Regions from separate parts of the Mus musculus genome. Here all the other regions are linked to region 1. A link is a contact called in public Hi-C and Micro-C data. All regions are on one chromosome and are shown on one strand. Each heading gives the region's core, a stretch centred on a gene start, on an enhancer-like site or on the middle of the called end of the contact. The rest is flanking DNA. Distances are from core to core; before and after follow the strand shown. Region 1 holds the start of Cnih3 (cornichon family AMPA receptor auxiliary protein 3). Region 2 has its middle 6.1 kb from the start of Gm39717. Region 3 overlaps Cnih3 (cornichon family AMPA receptor auxiliary protein 3).

The links. Hi-C and Micro-C count contacts between places; a contact is called where the count stands out from the background.
Region 2: a contact with region 1 is called in a Hi-C map of neutrophils, with 1.9 times the contacts expected there. The contact joins the enhancer-like site here to the promoter of Cnih3 in region 1. A contact is called at or near these places in 10 of 39 promoter capture datasets (the 3T3-L1 cell line, 3T3-L1-derived adipocytes, the HPC-7 cell line and 7 more), 16 of 484 Hi-C or Micro-C datasets (the BV-2 cell line, the CH12 cell line, ECoMG-derived neutrophils and 11 more), 3 of 115 datasets of contacts at active chromatin or transcription factors (double positive thymocytes and embryonic stem cells) and 1 of 9 other capture datasets (pancreatic islet).
Region 3: a Micro-C map of muscle stem cells shows a contact between it and region 1, with 4 times the contacts expected there. The contact joins the enhancer-like site here to the promoter of Cnih3 in region 1. A contact is called at or near these places in 5 of 39 promoter capture datasets (embryonic stem cells, frontonasal cranial neural crest, hippocampal neurons and 2 more), 1 of 484 Hi-C or Micro-C datasets (muscle stem cells), 6 of 115 datasets of contacts at active chromatin or transcription factors (the 3134 cell line, VIP interneurons, embryonic forebrain and 2 more) and 1 of 9 other capture datasets (pancreatic islet).

The regions. Positions count from the first base shown.
Region 1 is chr1:181,350,187-181,355,064 of GRCm38.p6, reverse strand. It overlaps Cnih3 (cornichon family AMPA receptor auxiliary protein 3), which reads right to left and starts at 2,437. Exons shown (of 6, transcript NM_001160211.1): 1 at 1,559-2,437. The coding sequence starts at 1,639.
Region 2 is chr1:181,297,215-181,302,092 of GRCm38.p6, reverse strand. No RefSeq gene overlaps it. Among named protein-coding and RNA genes, the nearest start is that of Gm39717, 6.1 kb to the right of the region's middle. Within about 2 kb of position 2,237, at least 19 of the 459 cell types and tissues checked have an H3K27ac peak or open chromatin away from gene starts, as enhancers often do. A contact at or near this core is called in neutrophils, where this site is marked.
Region 3 is chr1:181,392,860-181,397,737 of GRCm38.p6, reverse strand. The region is part of intron 1 of Cnih3 (cornichon family AMPA receptor auxiliary protein 3); the gene reads right to left. Among named protein-coding and RNA genes, the nearest start is that of Cnih3, 43 kb to the right of the region's middle. Within about 2 kb of position 2,332, at least 91 of the 459 cell types and tissues checked have an H3K27ac peak or open chromatin away from gene starts, as enhancers often do. A contact at or near this core is called in hippocampal neurons, muscle stem cells and pancreatic cancer cells, where this site is marked.

The DNA of each region.
Region 1 (4,878 bases), core at 1,188-3,687:
CCCTCCCCTCCCCTCCCCTCCTCTCCTCTCCTCTCCTCTCCTCTCCTCTCCTCTCCTCTCCTCTCCTCTCCTCTCCTCTCCTCTCCTCTCCTCTCCTCTCCTCTCCTTTTCTTTTCTTTATAATTGCCAACATCCTCAAAGTCCAACTGTGTGCAGTAGAACAGATCCATTATTCCAGGGCAGAGAGGACAAAATCCCATCACATCTAACTGACTTTTTCTATTAGCCCTCAAATTCCTACATCGGACACCCCCCCCCTCTTATTTCTATATCCCTAAACTAAATGATATGTGATTATGCAAGCTTAGGAAGAAGCGGAAGCTTAGATGTGATCTACAGGGTCTTTTCAGGACCGGTGGTTAGAAGTCCCTTCCTCCTCCCCAGGCGCGTTCCCTCTGCTCCTTGTCACTTGGCCCCTTAGAGCAGGAGACTCAGGGAACTATGTTAAGATAAACCCTCTCACACTACAGACCACTCAGACAAAACATCAGCATCTCAACTGCGCCTCAGTCTTCTTCCTTCTAGGTCATCTCCTGTTGTACACAATCTCTCCAAGGCTCCCCAGAGCCAGGCCTCCAGGAGCTCATCTCAGGGTCCCTCCATCACCTCCAACCCTGCTGGAAGGGCAAGACTGAGTTGTTAGTGGTGCCTGTCAATCACTGGAACCTTGGCCCTTCTGATCGGCCTTTGCAGAGTGAGAAGAGGGCCCATAAGCAGCCTCGGAAGGAAGCTAGTGGGTCAAGGGTTTGTGAAATGTGACACAGTCCCCAGGAGATCAGATCCTCCTGTGTCCTCCTCCTTACTCCCCTTTAGGAGTCCTCCGATCCACACAGCTCCACACACCACACCTGACGATCTAGGACCCGTCTGCACTCCATGGCGAGTGGAAGCTCGTGCCCTGGGGATGATGGGACCTGGTCAGATCTACAGCACCTAGAGCCTTATTTATCCCGGTCTTCCTCCGTCCCTCTTCTCTCTTCACTCCCATCTCTCTTGATTTCCCTCCCTTCCTGCCTGGCCTCTCCCTGCTTCCTCTTTCTTACAAGGCGCTCTGGTTGTGTTTCCACTTCGTCTCCAATTATGTCTAAACGCAACCCACCACAGATGCTGACATTTTAAATGTTTAGTTGTTATAGTTACTTGACTAATTGCCTGGGACACTGGCAGGGCTTCTTCTCTCCTGCAGGCAGGAGAGAAGGGAGTGGGGTGCGGAAGCCCAGCAGATGGGGTTTTGAGCCACTACTCCTGGCCTGGCTGGGACACCTTGCCACGCCCAGGAATGTGCCCCGCAGGGAGGCTCCACCAGTCACTGGCTCCAGCCAAGGCAGGTAGGCGCCCGGCGCGGTACCGCCTGGTCTCAGGATGCCAAGAACTGTGTCTCCTGCCCCGGGACAGGGGAGATGGACAAGGTCTGCCCAGAAAGTACTTCTGCCTGACCTCGCGGTCCGCCCACGCCTGCTATGTCTAAAAGGCCGGTGAAATGAGGAAATGAGGTGGGCGTGGGGGGAGGGAGGACTTTGGGGTACAGGAGAGTTAGAAGCCTCTGCAGGTTACTCACGTGCCAGATAGCGAAAAAGATGAGCGCAGCGCAGAGCACCAGGGACAGCATGTAGCAGAAAGCAGCGAAAGTGAAGGCCATGGCTGAGGACCCCGGATCCCACCACACACAAAGCCGCTCCCTGGAGACCAGTGCCTTCCCAATTAGCAGTCAGAAAGATGTCTAGTCTACACACTCCGGGTAAAAACCCAAACGACTAGAAGCACCCACGACAAGCAGAGACAGAGTTGAGGGTCAGCGAAGCCCGGACGATTCTGGCAGGACTGGAGACCCGGGACTTGGAGCGCCCACAGGCACAGAATGCCTCTGGTAGCAACAGTCCCCCTAGCCGAAGAAGAAACCTAACCAGCAGAGAACACCTGCAGACCAGTGTCAACTAGAAAGGTTCTCGAAACTAACAGGCACCGGGTGCGAGGACTCCACTCTGGACCAGGCGAGGAGGTCCGGTCCTCTGGAAAGAGCTCTCTCTGTTGGTGCCCAAGCAAAGAGGTGGGGTGAGCACGACACCCAGACTTCAACAGCCTCCGGCCAGGTGCCTGGACTCCGAATCCCAAAGCCGCTCTGTCCCCAGAGCACAAGTCTTGAGGTGGGCCAGGTCCCGTTAGCCCTGCGCCCCGGGCTGGGGTCTCCCAGCGCAGCTATGCGCACTGAGATGCATCCGGCCCCGGACCCAACCGCGTCCCCCGGCCGCCGGCTTCGGTAACCCGGTGCCTGGGAAACTGGGTCGGGCCGGGGCGGCGTGGGCTCCAGCCTGGAGGGCCAGCTCCCGGCCAGGCGGCTGCGGCGCGGGTTTCCGGCCAAGAGCGGCTCGCAGCTGAATGGGGCTCCACCTGCTGCTGCTGCTGCTTCTGCTGCTGCCGCGGGCGCCGCGAGGAATGCGGCGCTGGGACCCCTCCCTCGCGGCGCCCCACCCTCGCCGGCTCCAGAGCGCGCCCTCCCCGCGGGCGGAGACTGCAGCGGCAGCGGCGGGGGCCAGGGAGGCGGCGGAGAGAAGATGCGGTGCTCGCCCGCCTCTCGTAGGAAACTTGCGGCCCCGCGCGCGCGGAGGCGGGAGGGGCAGGGACTCTTTGAGCACGTGCGCCCGGAGAGAGTGGGAAGGCGGAAGGCTATGGCGACAACGCGTCGGCCGCCCCTAGGCTTCCAGCCCTTTGGAGCACACCAGAGCAGGGAAGTGAGGGATCGAGGGAGTGGAGGGCTCCTGTTGGTTGGGTCCTGCTTAGGCAGATTTCCCAAACTGTAATCTACTTCTGATCTAGGGTGCCTTTACTGCTCTACCCTGTGCCCCCCATAGGATTCTGAATCAGCGCCCATCCCTCGCATCCTCCACTATCCTGCTCCATCTGACCTTGGGATTATTGGAACCTGGTCAGTGGGGAGTGGGAGGTGGGGGAGGAGGGGATAAGGCAAGGGTGCAGAAAGTGTTTCTGTGTTGCTCTGTGGCATTACTAAGAGCTTACATTACTAAGAGCTTACTGTTGAAAGCAGACTCGCTCCTACCTCCAACTTTCTTAGCCTCCTTAAATAAAACCTGAATAGCAATTGAGTGTCTTCAAACCCAACAGGACCTAGCAGGGAGCAATTGGTACCCAGTCAATCCGTAAATGTAGGGACCTCTGTCACAGAGGTTAAGCATCTTAAAAAATTGTATCATAATTGCTCAATAAAAAAAAAAAAAATCCAACCCTGCAGATAGAACTTGGATTTCAGATGAGTCAGCACAGGAAGCAAGAAGAAATGTCCTGAGAGACGAGTAGCAAGCAAGTCCCCCGGGAATCTGAGGTGCACCTCAGAACATCGGATTATGTACAGAAAAGAATGCTTCGCTCCCATCCTCCCCAACCTCTGGATCTTACAGGCTTTGGCCCCTTTTCTGCCACCTCTCCATGATGGTCCCTGAAACTTAGGGAGAAGGAGTGTGATATGATTGTCCATTTGTGGCTGGCTGAGCACTCCACTGCACTTTGACAGGTCATGTATTTACCTTAACTGCCCTCCACGGCACAAAACAACTTCCCTCATGAGATCTAAGAGCTGCACCAACCTATAGGTATAGAGATACAAAGTTAGAGGACAGTTTGATACTAGTTCCATTTAGCAAAATTGTAGAGAGTGTCCTCTGGACATGAACAATTCCCCAACCATGGATTCTGGGCCAGATATATAGTAGCAGGCATGAGTTTCCTCCTCAAAGACCTTAAACCCAGTCGGGAAGCAGCTGATTGCCCCTTTAACATTCATGCCACTGTTGTGCCCATGGCATATCTTGCCACATTGTCATTACTCAGATTCATTGGGTTCACAGCTGGTTAAGACTGTTGATGAGCCACACATACACTCAGAAGCCTGCATAGCTCCTTGTGGTACTATGAAAGGTAGAAAGCAGAGAGGAAACTCCCTAATCAATGCTAGCTTGATTTCTCCATCTCCTGTCTTCTGCAATAGAACCTTATCATCAAGTTCTGGTGGGCAACCTGGAGCAAATGACAATATCCCTTGTTCTTTGCTGGTCTCTGAGACACCCCTAAATTCTACAGACTCTCCAAGTACACAAATCTCAAGATTTGGTGCTAGGTCCCACTATGAGAGAGAACATGCAATGTTTGTCTTTCTAAGTCTGGAAACTCTTTACTTTAAACACTGAATAGACACTAATGAAAAAGCATTCCGAGATGTTTCTGAGATCTTGGCTGGAATGCCAGACTTTCTTTGTAGCAGACATGAGCATAGTCTGTAGAAGGGATTCCCATGGCATGTTTCCCACTGACACCATTTTTCTGAAGTATGAGTGATAAAGTTTAATATATTGTCTAAGGTGTTACTCTCACCTCCACAAGATCAAAGGGGTTTAGATGTCTCATTTTAAATAAATTATTAAGATGCTGTATGTGAGAATTTCCTAGAAAATACATATTTTACTGTCTTGATTTATAACTTGTCAAATGAGTTGCTTTCTCCCTTAAGCAGGTATGCCTTCCAACAAGTGGAACCATGAATTTAAAATGAATGTATACTTATATAGACACAGTTATTTTTTAATGACTATTGAATATTTCATGTTTGAAATGCTTGATTATGCTTAAGTACATGTCGGGTAGTTTTAACATTTGAAGTATATTTTCATAGAATTTTAAGTTGTTTTTATCAACATTTGTTGAATTCAGATTTTCTCAACTATTTTATTGAATAAAATATATTTTATTTTTAATCAATCTTTTGACTGGTAATTATAATTTAAAAAATTAAACCCTAAACTTTTATATAATGTGATTGACATGTTGATGAATGTGTGTGTGAATTATAGGGATTATTCTTAGTTTGCA
Region 2 (4,878 bases), core at 988-3,487, 53 kb after region 1:
TCAATGACTCGTCCATATTAGGAAAAGGATACCGTATATTTGGAAATGTGATTGGAATATAAATATAATTGGAATATACTGGTCATTAAAGATTAAAAAAAACAGGAGCATATAATAACATATTAGCAAGCCTTGGGAAAGGCCCAAATTTTCCCTTTAGAATTTCCACCACAGTACCCATGTGTGTTTCAGCCTTTAATTAAATCTACTTTTCCACAGACACCATCATTCAGTAAAATTGAAAAACCTTTGTTAATAAATATCAACAACAGGACATTAAATTATTTCTATAAATACAAATATAACGATGAAAATGTTCTCTTACTATATTTTCTCACAAAAATGCAATATGCTATCAATATTTTAAGTGTAAATGGCTTTAGTGGGCTAGCTCAGGAACCTGGCTACATGACATTTTAAAAATATATTAATTTATTTATTTGCTTGCTTGCTTGCTCGTTTGCTTATTTATTGAGGTAAGGGTACGCATGGAGATCTGTGGGGGGTGTAGAAGTCAATGTGTGAAGGAAACGTGAGATGGAGAGCCAGGCACCACAGACTTCTGTGACTCCTCAAAGAGTCTATATGGCATTAGGTCTAAGATGGCTCCCAGAACACTGGTGAAACAGCAAAAAAGGACTTGAGGCCAGGGTGGTGGCTGCCTCCCCTGACTTCACAACCCCCCGCCCCCCACTTCTTCTGAGTAACCTCATTAGGCAGGGCTTGCGTTGGAGGATGGCAAAGATGTGGCAAAATACAAGGGTTTAAGAGATGAGGATTGGCTCAAACACTGTAGGTAGGCTTATGGGCTGCGCAAAAAATTCAGATCGGCGCCCTGATGCTGGTCTCCGGAGTAGGGTTTCCTGGGATTCATCCCAGGACTCTGTTGCCTCCCCCCCCCCCCCCGCCCCCAGTCCTGTTCCCACAGAGATCGGACGACAACTCGCAGGAATTGGTTCTCTCTTTCTATCCGATGGCCCCAGGGCTGGACCTCAGATCATCAGACTTGGCTTTTTTTTTTAGCTCAATGACATGTTAATGAAAAACTACATTCTATCTTCAAACAGACTTTAAAGCTGATTTCTGGCAATCTAGTTTTTGAAACTCGAACACCGTTTAACTTAATGTGAAGGCTATTCTTGGTTGTCAACTTGACTATATCTGGAACTAAAATCCAAAAAAAAAGGAGGGCACACCTGTGAGGGATTTTAGCTTAATGGAATCTTTGAGGTAGGAAGACACATCTCTAATCCAGATCCTCTGAAATGGGGGGGAAAAAGGCAGGCTTTAATCTGGATCTAGAGGCAGAGAGACAAGCCTTTAATCTGAACCACACCTCCTGCTGGGAGCCTATTTTAAGAAGAAGAAAATTTTGCTCTGTGCCTGCTTGCCCTTGCCTTGCTAGCAAGTCCAGTCTTTCGCTGGCGTTAGAGCCTACCTCTTTGGGATTCCGGTGCATACTAAAGCCTAGCTGAGACATCCAGCTGGGTGGACTGAACAACTGTTGGATTCTTAGACTTCCCATTCATAACCAGCCATACGTGGATTAGCTAGACCACAGCCTGCCATTCTAATAAATCCCCTTTCTATATATAGAGACTCATTGTATAAGTTCCATTACTCTGGAGGACTCTTCTAATACAGTGAATGAAGGATCCCAGCGAGGAACTTGAGACTATTTCATTATTTTGAGCTCAGAGATAGAGAGTGGGAACGTGCAAGTTCTATATGTATGAACTTCCTGTTGTCAATATTCCATTGGTTTTGGTGAGCAGCCAGTTCTTTGTTTTTCTTAAGCAATCGTTATGAATTCTGCTAGCTCTCACAGTAGAAAAACAAAAACAAACACAAACAAACAAACAAACAAACAAACAAACAAACTTGAGCTGTGGGTACAAGTTTTACCACATGAGTTTTCTAAATATATATATTTATTAGTGCTCCTTCACTCCCCTCCAAGCTGGGTGCTTCGGTCAGGGTGTGCCCACCCCCTCCCGGTGTCTTAGCTTAGCACGGCTGTGTCAGGCTTACTGTCCACATGGCCACTTAGCTTAGCACGGCTGTGTCCACACGGCCACTTAGATACAGCTGCATTTATTTACATTTTTTACATGAATGAAACTCTTAGCTTGTTGACACTTTGGAGAAGCTAAAAATGTCCCTTTTAAACTCCTGCTCACAACTGCATCCGCATGGGTGGCAGCTGAATTAGCCCCACTTTGTAGCAGAGTTGATTTTCAAGGGAGATGTTTGCAGGGAAATGAAGGGCTCGGAACGCTTTATTACTGGGTGACACAGTAGGAGCTATTTTGGTTATGTTTCAAGTTTCCAAGAGAAAATTTCAACTCGAGATCATGAAACAAAATCACAGGCACAAAAGGGAAGGAGAGACGGTGTATTTCTGGTCAGACTTCCCGCAGACTGCATCCCCAGCCTCGGCATCACCTTGGTTTGAACTTGTGGCTGTGGAAAAGATCAGACGATCTAGAACTCTTGCCACAGACTTCACAGCCAAGCTCCAATTACCCACACTGTGTGACATGGATAGTATCCGCTCATTTGCGGGCATCCATCAAGAGGCTACTACGAATGGAACCCTGTGTGGTGGAGGCTGCTGGGTCACAGGGGTGGACGGAATCCAGCGGTTGCCCTTATGGAACTCACAGTCTGGAAGGCAATTGACTGGAGTTCTGAGCAGAAGGAGAAGAAACACTGCAGTAGAGAAGCTACAGGAAGGGGTGGGCTGGACTGCCGGTGGATTATACAGGGCATCGGCAAAACCACAGAAGTCGAAATGGCATGGTCAGGGGAGGATGTGGTGAGTGTGGGAACAGAGACAGGCACTGTGCATGAGAAAGGTGAAAGGTGTTCAGGGCCAAGTCCTAGAGAGCCTTCAGGCCAAGGCCAGGAAGAGAACCAGAAACTGTGGGCAGAAGTTTTGAGAAGTCGAAGCCCTCTGGCCATTATCAGACGGTCATGAGACAGCGAAAAGAATGTGTTGGGGATCTTGTACGGCAACAAGTTGTGGAGATAATCCTGGAGAGCTAACAGGAGCAGCAGCAACATCAACACAGTGCGTAGGCAAGCTCAAAGGCATGGATGGAGGACTCAGTCAGCAGAGAAAGGAGCCAGCTATGTGGCCTCTGGTTCCCTCTGTCCCTTTCTGCAAGTGAAAGGTCACCTGTCCCCACAGAAGGCTCAGCTCCTGTAGAATGAGATCTTCTGAACAAAACAGCCACCGTCTTCAGCAAATCAGCTGTGCCTGCTTGCAAGAGACTATCTCACGAGGCCTGCTGCTTGTTGCTATAGAGGAGGAACGGGTGCGGAGCTTCACTGCACCCTCATCTAGGATTCCTGTGACCACCCAGACGTTTGTGTGCAATTTTGCCCTAATTGCCTGTGGCTTCTAGAGGTGCTAGAGTACACACACACTAGGGAAGATTAACTAGAGGAAAGTGGGAGACAGGCGTGTCCATCCATGCAGCTCTGAGAAGCCATCTTCCCACTCTGAGTGAGACTTCCTAGTGCCCCTGCTTTGGCAGGGGGTGTGGGGGTCCCCCACACTCCTTATAACCCATCAGCTGAAGTCACTGGTTCACTAAGTAAAGCTTTGATGGAATCATACCTAGGGGCCTATGAGGAGGGGATAAATGTTTATTTACACTCTGCAGAGAAGGAATTCTGGCAACAGCTGCCAACTCCCGCAGCTATCACAGACTCTTCAAGGTCTGGAAACTGCTGGTCGCCTGTTCACCCTACAGAGTTAGCTGTAACGACTTGGTTGGCAATAGCCATCCATCTCCACTCCTTATAGTTCCCTTACCCCTGTCCACAACCTAGTGGTGTCTCTGGTGGCCGGTGTCTGAAATCACGGTGTCACAAGGAGTCCTCCAGACCCTGTAAGAACACACTTTTGTTGCTAGGTTTGCTGGTAATCTTGAGTACTCCTGGCCATGGCCAGACCTTACTGTCAACTTCTGTAATCTCACAGCACTCTCCTGGGTGTCTCTGCTTCACATGTGCCCCAACTCCCACTCCTCTGAGCCTATGCCCATGTCTGCCTCTAATGAGAATATCATTCATTCTGAATTAGGGGGTACATAATGGCCTTATCATAACGTGGCTATATCTACAAAAGCCCTATTTGCCATTAAAGGCCTATCTGACCCCTTGAAGGTTAGGAGGGCAATGTATCTTTTGGAAAGATACGACTAAGCTCTAACTGGGTACTGGGAATCTGTAAGTGCCTGGTGATTCTGAGCTGGCTGACTCTTCCAGGCAAGATGGCTACCACTGATCAGTATATACCAGTGTACCTGACATTGACTCTTGGGATAGGAAGAGATTTCGAAAGAAGAAAAGTCCTTTAGGGCTTGATCACTATGGATTCAATCCCTGTCAGTACCCAGAACATCAGTTCCTCTGGTGCAGCTGTGGGATGATAAGAAGCAGATGGGTCACACTTGTGGATTCTGGGCTTGCAGTATTCTGTCTGGAAAATGGCACCCGATCCACATTGGTGCTGACACAGTTTCTCCATACTCCGGAGCCCATGGCCACCACATCCATATATTTCAATACAAAACCCAACTATCTTATCCCTGAGACCTGTGAGGCCACAGACGTGCTACTTGGATATATCAGGCTGGCAACAGGATTTTTTTTCTTCTTCTCTCTCCGGCCCAAAGATTTCTTTATTATATGTAAGTACTCTGTAGCTCTCTCCAGACACTCCAGAAGAGGGCATCAGATCTCATTATGGTTAGTTGTGAGCCACCATGTGGTTACTGGGATTTGAACTCAGGACCTTCCGGAAGAGCAATCAGTGCTCTTAACAGCTGAGCCATCTCTCCAGCCCCCAGCAACAGGATTTTTAAT
Region 3 (4,878 bases), core at 1,083-3,582, 43 kb before region 1:
AAGTGAGCACTGGCAGGCAACGTCCAAAGAGTTCTGACACATGAGCTCGGATCTTATGTCTCTAGAAACTCAGCCTGGACCAGTGGTTCTCAACCTTCTTAATGCTGAGACCCTTTAATACAGTTCCTCATGTTGTGATGACCCCCAGCCATAAAAATTGTTTTTATTACTACCTCGTGACTTTAATTTTGCTGCTGTTATGAATCATAATGTAAATATCTGTGTTTTCCAATGGTCTTAGGTGACCCTGTGAAAGGGTCATTGAACTCCCAAAGGGATTGTTGTGCAACCCATAGGTTGAGAACCACTGGCCTAGAGGAACTGAGTTCTATGTTCAGAGTCCTGGGGCATTAGGACCATCAAGGTCACACACTTGATTTCTTCTTTCTAAATACTGACCCCAAAATGTCATGTCCACCTGGACCCTCAATACATGAGCTTACTTAGTGTCATTACAGATTTAATTAGAAAAGTTGAAGGCATGCTAGAGCAGGGGCCCTAAGTCCACTAAGAGTGTCCTTATGAGAGACAAAACTAGACATACAAAGAAGGCCAATTATATAGTATAAAGGGCAGGCAGAGATAGTCATTAGAGTGACACAGCTCTCAGCCAAGGGACACCAAAGACTGAGGAGTTGCCACTAGCCAAGAAGGGTCCTCTAGTGCTGTGGCCCTGCCGGGCCTCGGGCCTCGTCTTCATGCACTAAGCTTTCAGAGCAGAGAGTAAGCCCTCGTTGTAATCTACCTGATGTAGGAAGAAGTGCTTTGTTAGGCAGCACCAGAGAACTAATACACCTGTTTTCAAAATACCAAAAGCATTGCACCCGCAATCTGAGTCTGAGTCTGGGGGAAATGGCTGTGAGCACCACCTGAGAACGTGGGTCAGACCATTTCTGACCCCAAACAAACACTCCCCCCAGAAAAGTAGCTTCCTCCTATAAGTCCCCAAACCTGTGCATGAAAGACACAGAACACACCATCTCACTTCCTCTCCATGTCTTGTTCCAATAGAAGCAATGCCTTCAGAAAAATCCCAAGCTTTGGGGTCCTGTTAGAGCAGGGAGTGCCAACATTTGGAAGGCAAGCAGGCTACGGAAGCGTTTTGATTGGCTGGGATACAGAGCGCCCAACCAATGAGTGCAGCTTGAGTACTACCTAAGTCTCTTCCCTTGCTGATTCTAAGCTGCTCAGGAAAATGTCTCATGTGCTCCTGGGAAGGATGGAGCACTGGTTCTAGACTCAGACAGTTGTTTTGGGGCTCTATGAAGTACCAAGCATTTATCCCAGTCCTTGCTCAGCCATCGAGGACCATGAAGCATAATCAAAAAGTAGCTATCACTCATAACGTTGTCACTGGATAGTCTGTGCTCTGTAATGCCCAGAGCCAGCCAGCAAAGGGTCAGATCTGGAGTCCAGCACTCACCCTCTTCCTTAGTTGTCTTCGGCCTTTGCTAATGAGATTCACTTTCCCTTATGAGACGGAATAAAGAACACTTCATAGTACACCCATCAATACCAACATGGGCCGTGACCCAGCAGGCTTGGCACCAGCCCTCTGTCATCTAAGGATACCCAAACAATGTGCCCAGGAGCTAATGAGACCAAGGAAAGCACTTTAAAGCCAACACAGAGATCTCAGTCATGTCCTGACTCCACCAGTCTCATCTAGTGGGGCCCTTTGGAGAAGCAGGGTCAGCAGATGCATCTCCCCGACAGCACACACAGGACAGCTTGTTACTGTCACAGGGCAGCGGCTGCTCTTATCTTGAGCAGGGATCCCTGTGCTATGGCCTGCCAACAAGATGGGACCAGGCCAATTCCATAGCAGAGTCTAAAGGGGCAGAGCCACTTAGACTAGGCAGAGTGGGCCAATGATTAGGGATAAAATGGAACCCACCCTTCTGTCTGCTGCTCCTGTATATCTGACCCCCGACCACCAATACACCACATTCAGTCCCATGATCCTCTGATCTCTTTATACTGCCATAATAATATACATCTTAAATGTCCCCAAAGGCCTATATGTTAAAGGCTTTGTCACCAGCCTGTGGTGCTATGTGGTAGAAGCTTGAGGAGGTGTGGCCTAGTGGGAGGAAGTTACATCATTAGGAGGTGTGGCCTCGTGGGAGGAAGTTACGTCATTAGGACATGGCCTTGAAGGGCATATTGGTGGGATTTCAGCCCTTCATATTCCATCATCCCCCCACCACCTGCCCTATCTCTCTTCTTTCTCTCTTTTCCTCTAGGCAAGCAGCTGTGCTCCAGCACAGCCTCCCCACAATGACCTCATCGCAGGTCCCAAAACAGGAGAGGAACTGACCGATAACTAAAACTTACAAACTGTGAGTCAGAAGTTCCCCTCCTTTAAGCCAATCACGCCAGACACTTGAGCACAGCTAAAGAAGGCTGACTCAGCCACAATCACTGTGGTCCCTCATCTACCATTCTCTCAGACACCTCCCATATGCCCCTCATGTTACAAGCAGAGCTACCCCTAGTCCCTGTATCTTCCATCTTTATAGGTACCTACCTACCCATCACTAGCTCCCTGACCTTGAATGTACCTTTTACCTCCCCAGACTGTGACCTTTTTGTTTATAAAATAAGAAGACTAATGTTCCTGCCTCAGCGGGCTGCAGGGAGTGTGGAGAAGAGGCCTAGCCCACAGTACAGAGTACAGAAATGAGAATTCTGCTAGATTTGAGCACGGACTCCCTCTGTGTCCACACTGAGGGGCAACTCCACAGGGAGCTCGGGCTCTGTGTGAGTCACAGGGACCCTGCTGGGATTCAATATCTGTCTCACTGATTTGTGTGACTGCAGGCAAGTTTTATTAACCTTTCCAAACCTCAGTTACCTCAAATAATAAAAAAAAAGAACAATAATACCTCCATCACTTCAAATATAAAGAAAGGACAATTATAGTTCCTATCTCAGAGCCACTGCAAGGAGCAAAAGAAATGATGGGGACTAGAGAGATGGCCAGCTCAGAAATGTGCTCGCCATACTGAAGGGCTTTCCATGTGAGCGTGAGGACCACTTAAAATGTGTCCATGTGTACCCGTGACCACTCACACATGCACACATATACACATGAAAACATACAGAGATGGCTGGAAGGGGAGGGAAAGAGGAGGAGAGGGAGAGAAAAGAAGAGGAGGAAGAGAAGAGGGGAGAGAGAGAAGAGGAGGAGAGGGAGGAAGAAGGAAAAAGGAAGGAAAGAAGAAGAAGAAAAAGGAGAAGAAGGAACATATATAAAGCAAAGAGACAAAGAGTCCCAGGGCCAGTGCTCAGTAGGTAATGATGCCACTTTCTTAACTGGTTGCTGTCCCTGAGATATTTTTCCCATACTCCTGACTATGAGTCTTCATCCCTGGTCTAAGGCAAAGTCATCAGCTTGACAATCTAAGTCTAGTGAAAGCTGTCACTATGGAGAAGACACAGGTAACAACTGGAAAGAAAGCAGGTAGGTGAGAGAGACTGCAGGGTTCATTCACCCTGTCACAGCTGGGGACTACGATCAGCAGACAAACCAGCAAGGGAGACCTCGGCTGCCCTGTCCCTGGACCGACATGGAGAACATAACCTGAACACAGAACACGCTGGCATCTTCAACCCCTGTCTGGGCCAGACTAGCAGATGCAGCTAGTTCTGGGGCTGTGTGCTGTGCCTCTGATAGCTGTTCAGTCACCAGCAGACAAAGATAGCTCAGAGCCCTGCACGTCTAGGAGAGATGCCAAGGGAGCAGGACTCTGGCCCGTGTCCAGCCTGGCTGATTTGCGACTCTTTGCAGAGCCATGCTGCCTCCAGCCAACAGTCACCAGGTCAGGGAAAGCCCAAAGAGATGTATATAATGAGGATGGCTGTGTACACTGGCTCGTTAACAGAGGTGACCCTGCCACTGAGCAGCAGGAGCAGGAGGACAGCAGAGCAGCCTGTAGGACCCTGAGCCTCTCTGCCATGCAGCCAGGCTAAGGAGCCCTTCTCTGTCCAACCCCAGCACTACAGACAGAGGGAAGGCTCTGGGTAACAGCCCCCAGCCCAGATGACCCTCTGTCTAATCAAGCTCATACCAGTTCTGCTGCCTTGAGCTTTCTCCATCAGACAAAGGATCTGCTTCTCTCCTGGCTCCAGTGGGTTCTACCCTTTGTTAAGCAAGTCCCTCTCCAACAGGCCTGCAGCACCTGCCATCTGTGAAGAACTAGCCTTATTTACTCCTGGAGTGCTTGCTAAGCAGTGGCCATGCCCCAGGGCCAGTGCTAGAAGCAAGGTGGATAGGACCAACCTATAACATCTGATCATTCTGCAGTGACCTGGAGCCACAGTGACCCCTGTGGGTGGGAGCCTGCTGCTCCAGGCTTCAATCCATCAACAAAACTGACCGGAAGGCATGAAGGAGAGAGGCAATGCCCACTGGGGCCAGGATTGCAATTTGGTGATAGATTACTTTGGGCTGGTCTGAGAACCTTGGTGACAAGACCATTACTACCCTCCCCTGTTCGCAACACTGCTATCGTCCATTATCATCATTGATCTAAGCAAAGCTCTCTCTTGCTGCCATTACTCCTTTGTGGACCCATTCATTGCTTTTTATGCTACCTGCTCTTCCTGACCACCCAGCCAATCGGTGATTAGCGCTCAGGATTATCTTTCTGCTCACGCTGTCCTTGCACACCGCATGCTTGTGTGCTGTCTGCTCCTGGCTTGCTCCTCATTCCTTCCTTACTCGTACTCAGCAGCAGAGCTGTAGAGCACCACGGGAGTGTTACACTGTCTGTCCATGCCTCCGGCAAGAAAAATATTCAACATTCATCATCCATTAAAGGAATGCCACCTGAGGGATATTCCGGTAATCTCTTTGGAACTTGCGCCTGGGGA